Linked DNA regions of Mus musculus: region 1 is linked to region 2. The links are chromatin contacts, called in public HiChIP or PLAC-seq maps. All regions are on one chromosome and are shown on one strand. The core of a region is the stretch at or near the end of the contact, and the rest is flanking DNA. Distances in the headings are between cores, read along the strand shown. Region 1 has its middle 20 kb from the start of F3. Region 2 has its middle 19 kb from the start of A730020M07Rik.

Region 1 (6,326 bases), core at 2,238-4,737, 77 kb after region 2:
GCCTGCTTTAAGGCCATTGTTATTTTCTTCATTTTGTCCTGAAATACACCATTACCACGATGGTATATCTGGGGACACTTTTATATATCGACATCTGTTCAGACAAAGCCGTGAGCTGGGTAATGAACAGAGTCTGGGAAATCAGTGGCCTCGCTCTTTATCATCTTGCTGGAGCTGGGCTGCTGTAAGAAATGGTTGCTTAGCAACAGTATTAATTCATCAGTGCGAACAACAAGCTCCCCTTCTCGCTAGGGAAGAATGCCATCTTGCCAATCAGAACTCCTGTTCCTAGGATAGTTTGGATGCCTTACTCAAAGAGGGGGTCTACTCGAGGTAAACTGGGGACACGCCTCTGCAGGGAACCATCTATAGCATGAAAGGAGAACAGTCAGATGTGAAGTTGAGTGGGGGATGGGAACTGCATTTCTGGGCTCCTGCTCACTCTTTTCATGAAGTAGATTATTCCGGTACAAAAACAGGAGCCACACAACTGGGCTTCTGTTTCATGCTTGGCAGGGAGAGCATGCGATCTTTTTCTTTTTAAGTAGCAGACCACAGCAACAGGAACTAGGCTCCTGAGCCTCTTGGCACTGGACATGAAGGATGAACCATAGCATCCCTGATCATGATGGTACCCACAGTGACCTGTGTGGTAGGAATTTCTGAAATGCACCCCTTGCCATGTGGTCCATTTTGCTCTCTTAAAGCATTCCACTGTCTGGATCCCAGCGGCTTTTGCAGGTTGAAAGTACATCACAACGGGGCCTCCACAGATGGTGGTTTTTCCATAAAAAGAGGGGAAGAAGTGAGCCCTTGAGGTTTTAAGAGAATACAGTTTCCACAGAGAGCAGCCTCAAATGCTTTTCCAGGTGGAATGAAACAGCCAGTCAGATCTGCCCGCTTGTCTTAAAATTGACTCACAAGGCGGGTTTTCCGTAAGAGAATTTTTCTAAAAATGAAACAAAAGAGGGAATCAACTTCCAGTGAATTCTATACAGAAAGAACCCTAAATGAGCCATAAAGCATTCGGCTATTCATGGAAGATAGAGGGAACGCCCCAGGTAGAGATGTCTGGGTCAGTGGCTCTGGCCCTGGGCTTGCTGCCCTCCAGCAAGCATGGCACAGACACTCCTGCCAGCTTCCATACAGAAACAGACTTACTTCCATCCGTGACTGATGCCCCATTAGCTGGAACTGCCACTGAACACTCAGGGTTATTTGCTGAGACATTTCTCCTTTATAACGTTTTAAATTACATTTATTGGAGGGATATACGTAGCACTGAAGAATGTGTGAAAGTCAGAGGAGATCTTGCAGGAATCAGTTCTCTCCGACTATGGGGGTCCTCAAGATAAAACTCGGGTCATCAGGTTTGGCACACTGTGACATCTCGCTGGCCGGCTTTTCTTGGTTCTAATACTAGTAGACAGCTGTGCAAAAATCAAAGTCTATAGAGTTTTATTTTGTCCTGCTAGTCAGAATTCAAAAGAGCTGCTTCTCTTTCTCTTCTCTTCTTCTTCCTCCTCTTCCTCCTCCTCCTCTTCCTCCCCCTTCTATACTTCTTGTATTTTTATGTGACATGCATGGGTGTTTTGCTTGCATGCATGTCTGTGTACTGTGCGCATAAAGTGCTTTGGGGGACAGAAGAGGCTATCAGACCCTCTGGAACTGCAGCTGCAGACAGTTGTTAACTGCCATGGTGGCTGGAAACTGAACCCATGTCCTCTGGAAGAGCAGAGAGTGCTCTTAACCACTGAGCTATCTCTTACAACATCCTCGGTCAGCAGGGCACTCCAGGTCATTTCTTGTAGGTGGAGGCATGGAGAACAGATCCTGTGAACCAGATATGGCTCAGGGCGGTCCTGTTGACAGAAGCATTTGAAGATGTGATATTTAATGTATGTGAAGCTTTGGCTCTGGCTAAGCAAAATAGTCGTGGCAGTCTGATTAAATGGGTGAGCATGCTAGATGTTACTTTAGTTAGCATGAAATCATTTCATGTTCCAAAACAAACAAACAAACAAACAAACATAGACCGCCTGTGAAGTGCTTTCAGTATTCAGTGAGCTTCAGGATTTTGTGAAGGACAAAACTCGAAGTGCTGATTTGGGGGAAAAAATGGGCTCCCCAAACTGTCTCAGCTTTGACCCAGCAGTTCTAGATGTATAGGAAGGAACCTTAATGTTTACTTTGAATATAAGGAAACTCAGAGAAGAAGATTACTCAAAGTTAATGAAGAGAGGTGTTCCCTCAGAGCCAAGAGTCCAAGTGTCTCCCAGTTTCTCACTGTCTCCCACCACACTGCTGGCATGGAGAACTGTGGGCCAGCTCAGCAGTGGCTTGAGGCTCTCCCAGACTCAACTGCACATCACTCGGGTCAGGTGCCTTCTTCAGACATGGTGTCTGCTTCTGAAGGAAGGGAGGTTTGATGGACAGTCCTTAGAAATCTCACATTTGGGGGCTTTAATTCTCAGCCTCCTTACAACAGTTACATTCTTGTAAATTCTACCCTGACACAGATGTTTTGAGCTTCCTGAGAGGAGAGGAGAGAGGAGGAGAAGGAGGAGAGAGAGGAGAATGGAGAGAGTGTGGAGAGGAAAGAGAGAGAGAGAGAGAGAGAGATATGAAATTGAAGACAAAACTAAAATAGTTTCATTAAAATATAGGATGTATTATTTTATTTGGCTGCTAACCCATAGTTAAATGAAGCTTTTCATAATATATTTACTCCAGAGTCATCTATTTAAAGATTCAAACTACATACACATGTTTAGAGACTCAAGAGTTTGAAAACGATCTTAAGATTGCCCTTCTGATGATCATGGGAGAGGTCTGGGTTCCTATGTCATCATGAACATGAAGCTACTTTAAGCCCTTGCTCTTTCATTAAAGACATATAAAGATGAGCTAAGATACTCACTTGATTTATTTTCTTCCTTAATAATCTCTAGATGAATTCAGATGTCAAACTATCTGAATATAAAGAGCAATGTTCAAAGACTGCCCGCATGATAGGGCTTAAGCGGTCTTCTTGAAGCCTTGCTGAGTCATGCCCCTAGCTGTTCACCCCTCCCCTGAGACATCAGGCAACTGTGAGAAATCTCATATGAACCCAAGTACACAAGGCTTGCACCAGTCCATAACCACCTCAGCCGTCTCGCCACTGGGGGTAAAAATGTCTCCCTCTGATCACTGACACAAAGGGCAGGGTTTAGATATTGGCAAGGGCATGGTTTGGATACTAGCTCACATGATTCCAGCAAGAACAGTCTATTTCTCGAGAGGTTTCCAAAATTAATAATACAGACATCTGGAAGTCACTAGTCCTCAAAAATTACAAACCCTTGATGATGCTTATCAGGGATGCTATCATGGGATGTTCTGAAAGGTCTTGAAGAGTTTTCTCCTGACATCAATCACCACATGCAGAAAGGCTGAGCGATAAGGAAGCGGTATCAAGCAATAGTCTGAAGGGACTTGGGCCAGTGTGCTGAGTCACTCACTGGCTTTCCACAAACCTTTTTAAAGGTTTGGATGAATGGAATATATAGAAACTGTACATATGATGTGCAAATAAATTGGTTAAGTGTTGTTGTTGTTGTTGTTTTAACAAAAAACACAGTTGTGTATCCAGCACCCCAGAAGAACCGCAGGTGGGAATCTCCATCCACATTCTTTTTTCTTTCTCTTGACTTAGAGATCATACGGCGTCTATCTATCCTTCTCTGCCTGGCTGCTTTTACTCAGACATATGTTTATGTGAGTCACCTGCTGTCCTGTTAGCAGGATCCTGTTCATTCTAATCTCCATTATGCATTCCACTGTGGGGAGTCTGCCTCTAGAGTAGTCTATTACTGATGCACATCTATTACTTGGCTTCACACTGTGAAGCAAAATTTATTGTCTGATTTGGAAGCTGAAAAAAAAAGTTTCATGTGGGATTTGTATGCTGAGAGGGAAGAAGAGAATGAAGGAGAAACTTCTTTGGTCTGCTTTGCTCCCCGCCCCCAACCAAAGAAAGATGCTCGTGAGAGCAGAGCTGCAACAGGCAGGAGAGGTCTCCAGTCTTTATTTTTTTTTTTTTTTTAAAGATTTATTTACTTATTTATTATATGTAAGTACACTGTAGCTGTCTTCAGATGCACCAGAAGAGGGCATTAGATCTCATTACAGATGGTTGTGAGCCACCATGTGGTTGCTGGGATTTGAACTTCGGACCTTCGGAAGAGCAGTCGGGTGCTCTTACCCACTGAGCCATCTCTCCAGCCCCAGGTCTCCAGTCTTAAGGAGTTAGGAAGAACCCCTGTCTATGGAATTCTCCAGAAGGACTACCTACAGGATACTGAATATGTGTAAACAACAGGAAAGCCCTGTGGTCTCTTAGAATCCTCTGTATTTACTTCAAAGTGGCTAAGACCCCCATTCAGCCCCAGGCAACTATGGGTTCAGTCTAGCTTCTCACCACACTTGGATGCCCGGCTACTACTTATCTCCAAAATTCTTAAGAATTAGAATTAAAATTCTTAAGATAAGATCCCAGGAATTTTAGGTCCCTGTCTTAGACATAATTTAGGCCAAACAGATTTATGTCCCAGTCTTAGACATAATTTAAGCCAAACCTTTCTGTTTTGATTAGCTCGTTTTTTATTCCCCTTTCCAAGAACACAATAATTATTCTGCTTAAAATGCCCTTGAGATTTTAAGATAATAAGTTTCCAATAGTTTGAGGCAAAGCTAGCTTAGCCCTGGTCATGGTTATCAGGATATAATGATTTATAATATATTTAAGCCAAGTCCGACAGTGTTGGTCTGTAATCCCAGATGTGGAGAGGCTGACATGGTAGATTGAAAATTCAAGGGCTGCTTAGGCGACACAGGAAGTCCAAAGCCAGCCCAAGTGACTTAGTGAGACTTTCTCAGGGCAAAAAGCAAAAGGAGGCTGAGAATACAGCTCAGTGGTAGAGCACACACTAGCCATACTGGAATAAGTGTGTGTGTGTGTGTGTGTGTGTGTGTGTGTGTGTGTGTGTGTGTGCGTGCGTGCGTGTGTGTGTGTGTGTGTGTGTGTGTGTGTGTGTGACAGAGAGAGACAGAGAGATACAGAGACAGACAGAGAGACAGGGACAGAGACAGACAGAGACAAACAGAGACAGAAACAGATGGACAGAGAGAGACAGGGAGACTAAGAACCAGTACATGAAATCAAGTACTATTATCATCAGAGAGAGAGAGAGAGAGAGAGAGAGAGAGAGAATGAGAGAGAGAGAGAGAGAGAGAGAGAGAGAGAATGAGAATGTTCATTTGGTAGGGGGATCCTGGGAAGAACATGGAATAGTGTTTGTATTCACTGGTTTGAAAAGACTTTGAGACTATGCCTATATTGAGGGTGTTTATGTTTAACATCTTAGCAAGGCTTTGAAGAAGTTGTATGTGTATACACATGGGTACCCTCAAAGATTTTAAACATTTCATAAAGAGCAAGCTACTGTCTGTACAAACAAACACATGAGATGATAGCGATTTTTTTTTAAAGACAAAGCTGGGAATTTAATTTTTGAAATTCCTCCTCTTGTCTCTTTTTGGCTGAGTATTTCTTTTCACTGTTTCTTCCTGACTACGTAAGCACATCACAACAATATGAAATAGCAGTCTATGGCGTGTGGCTAACAGGACATCAGGATACTCATTCACATCATCTCAGGTGGAACGAACATTCATGCTGTGGTCCAGAAGCATCCTTTGCTCCAGACAGCTGATTTTCAGGCTTAAAGCTCACTGACGAAAGCCATAGCCCTGCTGTGTGGATTGCAGGGAGGGAGCAGAAATGAAATGCTCTCTTTCTAGCTCATAACTACCAACAATTCAAGCTAACGTTTTCTGTCGTTTTGACTTTACTAATTACTGTATATTTTAATACACTTGAAGAATGAGATTTTTCACAATGACTCTATGAGGTAGGAAGAGGTGTCGTCTTTTACAAATTTGGAAAGTGGACTTAAAAGAAGTTAGCACTTGGCAAAGTGACAGGGCTGTGAATAACAGGACCAGAATCTGAAATCCAGCTCTGGCCAGGAGCCCAAGGCTTCACCACAGTAATGCACTAGCTTTCTTATACGTGCAAGATATCCACAGGGCAGATACCAGGAACCGAGCACAGGAACACTACAGGAGCCTAGAGAAAGGAAGACTTTGCTAACTCCAAAGGCTGGACACCTTGTATTGGATTTGTTTAAAGTAATGAAATGTAGCTCTCAAGGGGAGACAATCAGTATCAAATTTATCTTGGGTTTTGGCTCTCTTTTAAAACGGGCGACATGAAGATTCCA
Region 2 (7,062 bases), core at 1,670-4,169:
GCCTGCACACTACCATGCTTCCCACCGTGATAACTGACTAAACCTCTGAAACTGAAATCCAGCCCCAAAGTAAAGGTTTTTATTCATAAGAGTTGCCATGGTCATGTTGTCTTTCCATAGCAATGAACCCTTAAGACATCCCCTCACCTGATCCCTCCTGTTCTCATCCTTACCCCCCCCCCACTGGTCTCCTCCCCCAATTTCACCCATGATGCTTATTCTATTTCTCTTTCTCAGTGAGATTCATGCATCCTGCTAACTTAGCTACTTTGGGATTATAGGTTGTAGCATGGTTATTCTGTACTTTTAAAGCTAATATCTACTTATAAGTGAGTATATACCAAGTTTGTCTTTCTGGGTCTGGGTTACCTCACTCAGGGTGATCTTTTCTAGTTTCATCAGTTTGCCTGAAAATTCTATGATGTCATTGTTTTTAATAGCTGAGTAATATTCCATTATGTAAATGACCACATTATTCACTCTTTGGTTGAGGGACATCTAGGTTGTTTCCAGTTTCTGGCTATTATGAATAAAGCTGCTATGAACATAGTTGAGCAAGTGTCCTTGTGGTATACTGGGAGAGACAACTGAAGTTGGTATGGGGGGGGGGTACATCTCTGGAATGAGCTAGAAACCTTGGGCAATGGAAACTCCCAGGAATCTGTGAGGCTGACCCTAGCTAATACTCCTGGCTGTGGGGGACATGGAGACTGAATCAGCCATCTTCTGTAACCAGACAAGACTTCCAATGGAGGGACTGGGATACCAATCCAGTAACATAACCTTAGACCCACAATTTATCCTGCTTACAAGATGTCCAGGGGTAAAAATAGAGCAGAAATTGAGGGAATGGACAACTAATGACTGGTTCAGCTTGAGACCCATGCCATGAGAGGAAGTCCACCCCTGGTACTGTTAATGCTATTTTGCTTCACTTGCCGACAGGAGCTTTGCATAACTGTCATCATAGAGGCTTCATCCAGCAACTGATGGAAATGGATGCAGAGACTCACAGCCAAACATTAGGCAGAGCTTGGGGAATTCTGTGGAAGAGGGGGAGGAAAGATTATAGGAAAGGGGAAAGGGGGATCAAGGACACGACAAGGAAACCTACAGAATCAACTCGTCTAGGCCCATAGGAGCTCACAGCGACTGAATTGCCAACCAGAGAGCATGCATGGGACTGACCTAGATTCTCCACACACATGTAACAGTTATGTAGCTTGGTCTTCTCATGGGACTCCTAATAGTGGGAGCAGAAGCTGTTTTTTGACCCTGTTGCCTGCCTTTGGGACCCTTCTAACCTACTGGATTGCCTCATCTAGCTGCAATAGGAGAGGATGCAGCTAGTCTTACTTCAATTTGATATACCAAGGCTGACTGATATCCATGGGAGGCCTCTCCTTTTCTGAACAGAAAGGGAAGAGAAGTGGAAGAGGTGGATGGGCGGGGAGAACTGGGAGAAGCTGAGGGGGGAAACCAGTCAGGATATAAAGTAAATTAATTAAGTAATTAAAATCAAAAACATTGGGATAGAAATTGTCAACGTATAGGTAAGAAAAGAAAGTCGCCTGGGGTTCTAAGCACTTGAGAGTTTAGTTCTAAGCACTTTCTCCCTTGCATAGATGGTCTTCCTTTTGTGAACATGATGTCATAGGCTGCGCTGCTGTACCAGAAAACCTGTAACCCCACAATTAATAAAGAATAGAGACGTGTTTCTTCACAGCTATGGAGGCATGTCTTGGTCATGGCATTGACAGATTTTGTTGTCTGGTGACGACTGCTCTCCATTTCCAAGATGGCGTCTCACTGTTGTGTCATCCAGAGAGAAAGGATGCCCAGTCTTTAGAAGACAGAAGTGGCGGGGCAAGTGAGCCCAAGGCGTCATAAAGCCTCTTTTAGAGGAATCTTAATCTTATTCACTAGAGGTGGAGCCCTTGTGGATCAATAGAGAGACAGGTGGAACCCTTATGGCTCAAAGAAACTCAGTGATATTAAATTTTATATGGAGAACGTTTTGTTGACATTTTGAGCTCATCCAATGGCCCTTGACAGAGAAAATATAGCTTTGTTGTAACAGGACTAGCCTCCCATCTGGAGTTATCACTCCTCTCTTGAGGTAAACTTTGTTTTTCGAAATTTACTGCTGTGTACTTAAAGATTCGAAAAGCCTACCCTTGATATGTTTCCCTGAAGACTGACAATTCTACTCCAGGTGACACCAGAGTCAAGATCTGGCTAAAGTGGGAGTTGTGAGTGACTATCAAGAGCATGGGGCAGGTAGCTCCTTAGAAGCTGAGTCACAAGGCAGACAGGTGTGGGGAGGGGAGAGAAGGGTGTGACAAGTCCAGACCTCTCTAAGTACTTCTCCAGCCATTGGCAGCAGTGTGACTCAGTAAAGCAAACACATCCTCTCACATTTAAACAATTAAATAACAATGTGAAAAATTTATCTGGCAGTTTTTCACTCTCTCACAGGTGTGTTGGGCTCACCTGTCCCCAACTAGAAATCGAGGCCAGCTGGCCTGGTAGTGATGTCTGATGTGCCAACACACCCAGAGGCCTTGGTGGGAAGCCTGAGGAAGCGCATGATAGCGGCTGGCACACTGGAGTACTCGGCCCTGAGGATTCCACTCTGGGAGAGCAGCTTGTCGGTGATCATTAAGCCTGAAGCCTAGAAGTGGACCTGAACATTCAGGCTAAAGAAGAGTCTTCTGTAGAGTTTTGAGAAGGACAACTTCCTTTTTGAAAAAGATTCACAAGTGTGCCTTTGGCTTGGTGTTTTTGTGTGGTGTGTAAAACCACAATAGCTGCCGTTGTGTAACGTTAAGATTGACAGACAGCCTGGGACTAGTCTGTAGATATGACTAATGGAGGAAAGCTGAAAGGGAGATGGAGGCAGGAAGTTCAGGGCTGTCAATGCCATCAGTCACAGAGCGCTACTGTTGCTAGGTGGCAATAGAAGCTACCAGATTTGCTCCCTACCTCCTTCTCTTTAGTCTGAAGGTGGAAAAGGTAAACACTGATTCATTCATACTTCTAGATCAGCTGTGGTCTTGAGCAACTGTTTAGCTGGAATTCTGGACTGGGATCCTCTAAGAGAGCCTGGACATGTTGGCTTTAAGTCTTGAAGCCTTAGAATTGCTGCCACACTGATGTCTGCAAAGGCACCTGTTTATTCTACCCCAGGACTCACTGAAAGTCACCCCTGAATCTCCCCCATCAGCCCATTACAAAACACAGAAGGCAAAACAAGCTGTTCATGGGATTCTGAAGCCTACAGACTTACAAAGCCAGAACCGCTGCAGGATAGGTAAAGCCGCAAGCCTGGTGTTGGAGGGAAGGCTCAGCAGTTAAGACCTGAGTTCAGTTCCCAGCAACCACATGGAGGTCCACAAAGCTCTATAACTTCAGTTCCAGGACATCTTACACCTTCTTCTGGCCTCAAAGGGAAATTGCATTAATGTGCACATACACACAGACATATACACATACAATTACAAAAAAAAATTTTAAGTGGTGAAATGGCACAAATTATTAGCAAAATGTTCTGAAATGTAACATTACACACCATACACACACACCCAAGCACGTACACACGGAATTTGCTCTGGTGTATCGTGAGCAGGGAGGAGTGGATCTTGGCTTGACATGAGATTTGAGAAGATTTCCAGAAGAAAGTGGTTTCTGGGCTAAGTTTTGGAGAAATAACTTGTAATTTTAATTTTTTTTCAAAACCTTTTTAAAAATGATGGTTCTTAAATGCTTTAACTTCCCTTGTAGCCCACCTGACCCACCAGATGTAGTGGGAAAGAAAGGATATGGGGAAATGGACCTGTTTAGAAAGTTTCTTTGGAGCAACTCCCATCTGTGTTGTCTGGAAATCGGCAGTTCAGTTCACAGCTCAGTAGCACCAGCTTGGTGCACTCGCAAACACTTTATGGATACACCAGCAGTCCTGTTCGGTAGAGTCGGGATAGCAAACAAGGATCAGCAGTGGTGGCTCTACCTAGCAGAGACAGCCAGACCTCAGCCTCAGCACAAGTCATTAGGAGGGACCCGGGCCAATAGGAACACCAGGAAAAGTTCTCAGCTGTGCCTCTATCAGTGAAGCAAAGATCAGCAAAGACTCAAGACCAACGAGTGTTGCACAGCTAGCTCTATAAGCAAGCCTACCAGAAGTGTTTTAGTGCATTTCTCTCTGTGGAGTTCTGATAAATGGAGCTCAACTATGTACTGTAAGGTGGACCAATACATGAGTGTTGTTATCAAAGAATTCTTCATCACGTGTCCTTTCAGAAGCAGAATGCCCTTTCACCTGTGTCTGCTGCAGCATAACGTTCCTTCACTAGTCCGCCTTAGTCTTTTACCTGTGTCCGATTCAGTGAAATGTTCCTTCACATGCTTGCCTTAGCAAGACACCATCCAGCACAACTGACTTCCAAAGAACCCATTTTGAAAATGGGCATTAAGACAAGGAAGGCAACTCAGGAGAACCAGGGAGAAAAGGCAGAGCTGAGCTACAGACAAGGCAGTGTGAGACAAGGACAAACAAAGGAGCTTGTTGAACCCAGCAAGACCTGAAGGGCCAGGAAGGCCTGGGACTTATCAGCTCTCATATGTCTTAAACATGTAATGTACTCCTGTCCCCTTAGCCTCTTCCCTCTTAAGCTGATTCCCAGGAGCCAGAACACCACCACCACCACCACCAACAACAACAATCTGAGAAGCAAAATCCATCCTTGGATTGCCTCAGAAAGAAAATGGAAACTAACTCCAAGAAAAGGTGGTCCTGACACTGCTAAATCACTCGAGTGAGGATTCAGGCAAGGGAAGGAGAGTGCCTTATTCCAGGGCAGCCTCCTTCCCCTGACAACCTAGGCAGATGGGCAGTACCACGGGCAGTACCATGTGGGGCTGCAGCAGCAGCTGACTTGTCCTTTAGCTGCCTGTGCCCAGTGGTTGGAACAGTGGTTTCCAGAGCCATGAGCTCAGGGTGCAGGTCGGTCTAGGGGGTATATTTAGTATATTTATATCCACACCTCCTGGAAGCTGGTGTGGGGAGAGTATTGTAAACTCCCCCAGCCTGGTTTCAGCACCCCTTAGAGCAGAATTTTCTCAGTGGTGTTCCTTTATTCTGGAAGGTCCTGCTCTAGTGACATTGAAAGTTTGCTGCAATGGTTGGACCTCATACTTTGCTAGTAGCTCGCACACTGTAAAACTTCCAGGATGTCCAGTTGGGAGCTGGGGTGGGGGTGGGGGGCGGCGGCGATTTGTTACAGTGTTTTCTAAGTGTAATCTCTCTTTTTCTTTTTCTTCTCTCTCCTCCCTTCCCCTCCCTTCCCCTCCCCTCCCCTTCTTTCCTTCCCTCCCTGCTCTCTCTCTTCCTGCTCCCCACTTCTGTGCATTTCTAAAGATGTCACATGGCACAAGAAAAGCGGTATGAAGCCTTTACCTGCGAAAGAATGATCCTATATGTAGAGAAAAGTTCAGAAACGGAGACTTCCATTGACTACAGAGACCCATGCTGCAGGAGAGGGGCTAGGGCAGGGTGGGCTGACTGGCACCGGTTGGCAAGGATTGCCATGTAGTGAGAGCTCTGGTGATGAGCAGCAGATGTCTTGGCTCAGAGCTGGCGAGTGCTCTCTGGCAGGGGCAGGGCCTCCGGAGAAGCTCCTAGGTACTTGGAGGTGGAAATCATGTCTCTTGAGGACTCCACTTCCCCACAAGAACAGAATGACACGTCTGGAGTTGGGCTGTGATGTGTGGGCACCAGAGGGAGGCACTGGGTTCTTACTCATGAAGTTTTAAAGCTTACTGAAGCCGCCTGTCTCCTCTCATGCCTGCCTCCTTGGGATCTTTAGGGAAAATTCAAATGGGCCCTTGCAGCAGTCACCAGACACGCACTTGCTTATACCAGGAAGTCAAAGAAGTTGAAAAGAGGGGAGACTAAAGTGGCCTCTCCCCAGAAACAGGAAGGTGAAGCCCTCAATAGACAACAGTTATGTCTTTGCTTCAGCGCACGTCCCTGCCCGTGTGACTGAGCTTCCACTCTTGATGGATAAGGTGGTGACAGACAGTGCTGCAGAGGTGGGCAGGGTGGGGAACCTGGCTGTGACTCTCCATTCCCTGGGCTCAGAAACATGGTGCACAGCACCTTGAAATGAGCATAGAGCAAGTACCAGGTTATACATGGAGCTGGTCCCAGAGGGAAAGATGGTGGAAAGGATGAAGGGAGAGGAGGAAGAAAAGGGAGGAAACTGGCATGGAATTGCTTTGGACTATAATATGTGCATCTTAATTAGGCTTCACCATAACCCTCATGGTGAGTCTGCCTGTCACTCCTAGGAAACAACCTATCAAGCAACGGAGGCATCCAGAGGCTTGCCCATACCACACAGTAGGGATGCAGTCTCCTATCTTCCCAGCTGAATGCTTGGATGTTGGTGGGAAGGAAAAGGCAGACAGAGGAGATGGAAGAGACATGCTGATGGTGGAGAGGCCAGAAAGGCTGGCTCAGACATGCTAAGGAAAGATGCTGGCTTGTGGTGTCTCGGGACTAGAAACCAAAAAGAGCAAGTTAAAGGCTATGTCCCAGGCAATGGCAGCAGCCAGAGATTAGAGCAGTCTCTCCAGATGACCATTTAGTGTTTTCTCTGGATTCTTCTCCCAGAAGCCTGTGCTCCGAAGCACCCTTTTTCTTGATGATACTTGCTTTTCTATTTATCTGTTTCCTTGGAGCTGGCAGGGAGAACAGTTGCCCTCTGAGTGGGTTAAGGAGCTGGAAGAGACTTGGATGCTCTCTTGAGGGTAGGGAGCATCCATGGGAACTGTGCTCACTCTTCTCTGTCCCTCATAAACAAGGTTTTGGTGTTGACATGAGACTTCATCTAGACCTGCTATTTCAACGAGGCCACAGGCTTCTGAGAAAGATGGCCACAGGATCCTGCGGCCAGAGAGTAATTGGAAATGCACAGCTCGGGCAGATGCCCACTTCTGACAGGAGCAGCAAACAGAACAGCCTGAAGATTTCTAAAATAGGCAAGGAAGGCCAGATCATAT

What was found. HiChIP or PLAC-seq counts read pairs in DNA pulled down with a chosen protein or histone mark.
Region 1: an HNF4G HiChIP or PLAC-seq map of pancreatic cancer cells shows a contact between it and region 2. The contact joins two enhancer-like sites. A contact is called at or near these places in 1 of 15 datasets of contacts at CTCF or cohesin (the NIH/3T3 cell line), 15 of 484 Hi-C or Micro-C datasets (the AML12 cell line, cortical glia, dorsal root ganglion neurons and 8 more) and 8 of 115 datasets of contacts at active chromatin or transcription factors (SST interneurons, bone marrow-derived dendritic cells, embryonic fibroblasts and 5 more).

Annotation. Positions count from the first base shown.
Region 1 is chr3:121,700,259-121,706,584 of GRCm38.p6, forward strand. No RefSeq gene overlaps it. Among named protein-coding and RNA genes, the nearest start is that of F3, 20 kb to the right of the region's middle. Within about 2 kb of position 3,488, at least 25 of the 459 cell types and tissues checked have an H3K27ac peak or open chromatin away from gene starts, as enhancers often do. A contact at or near this core is called in pancreatic cancer cells, where this site is marked.
Region 2 is chr3:121,623,527-121,630,588 of GRCm38.p6, forward strand. No RefSeq gene overlaps it. Among named protein-coding and RNA genes, the nearest start is that of A730020M07Rik, 19 kb to the right of the region's middle. Within about 2 kb of position 2,920, at least 34 of the 459 cell types and tissues checked have an H3K27ac peak or open chromatin away from gene starts, as enhancers often do. A contact at or near this core is called in pancreatic cancer cells, where this site is marked.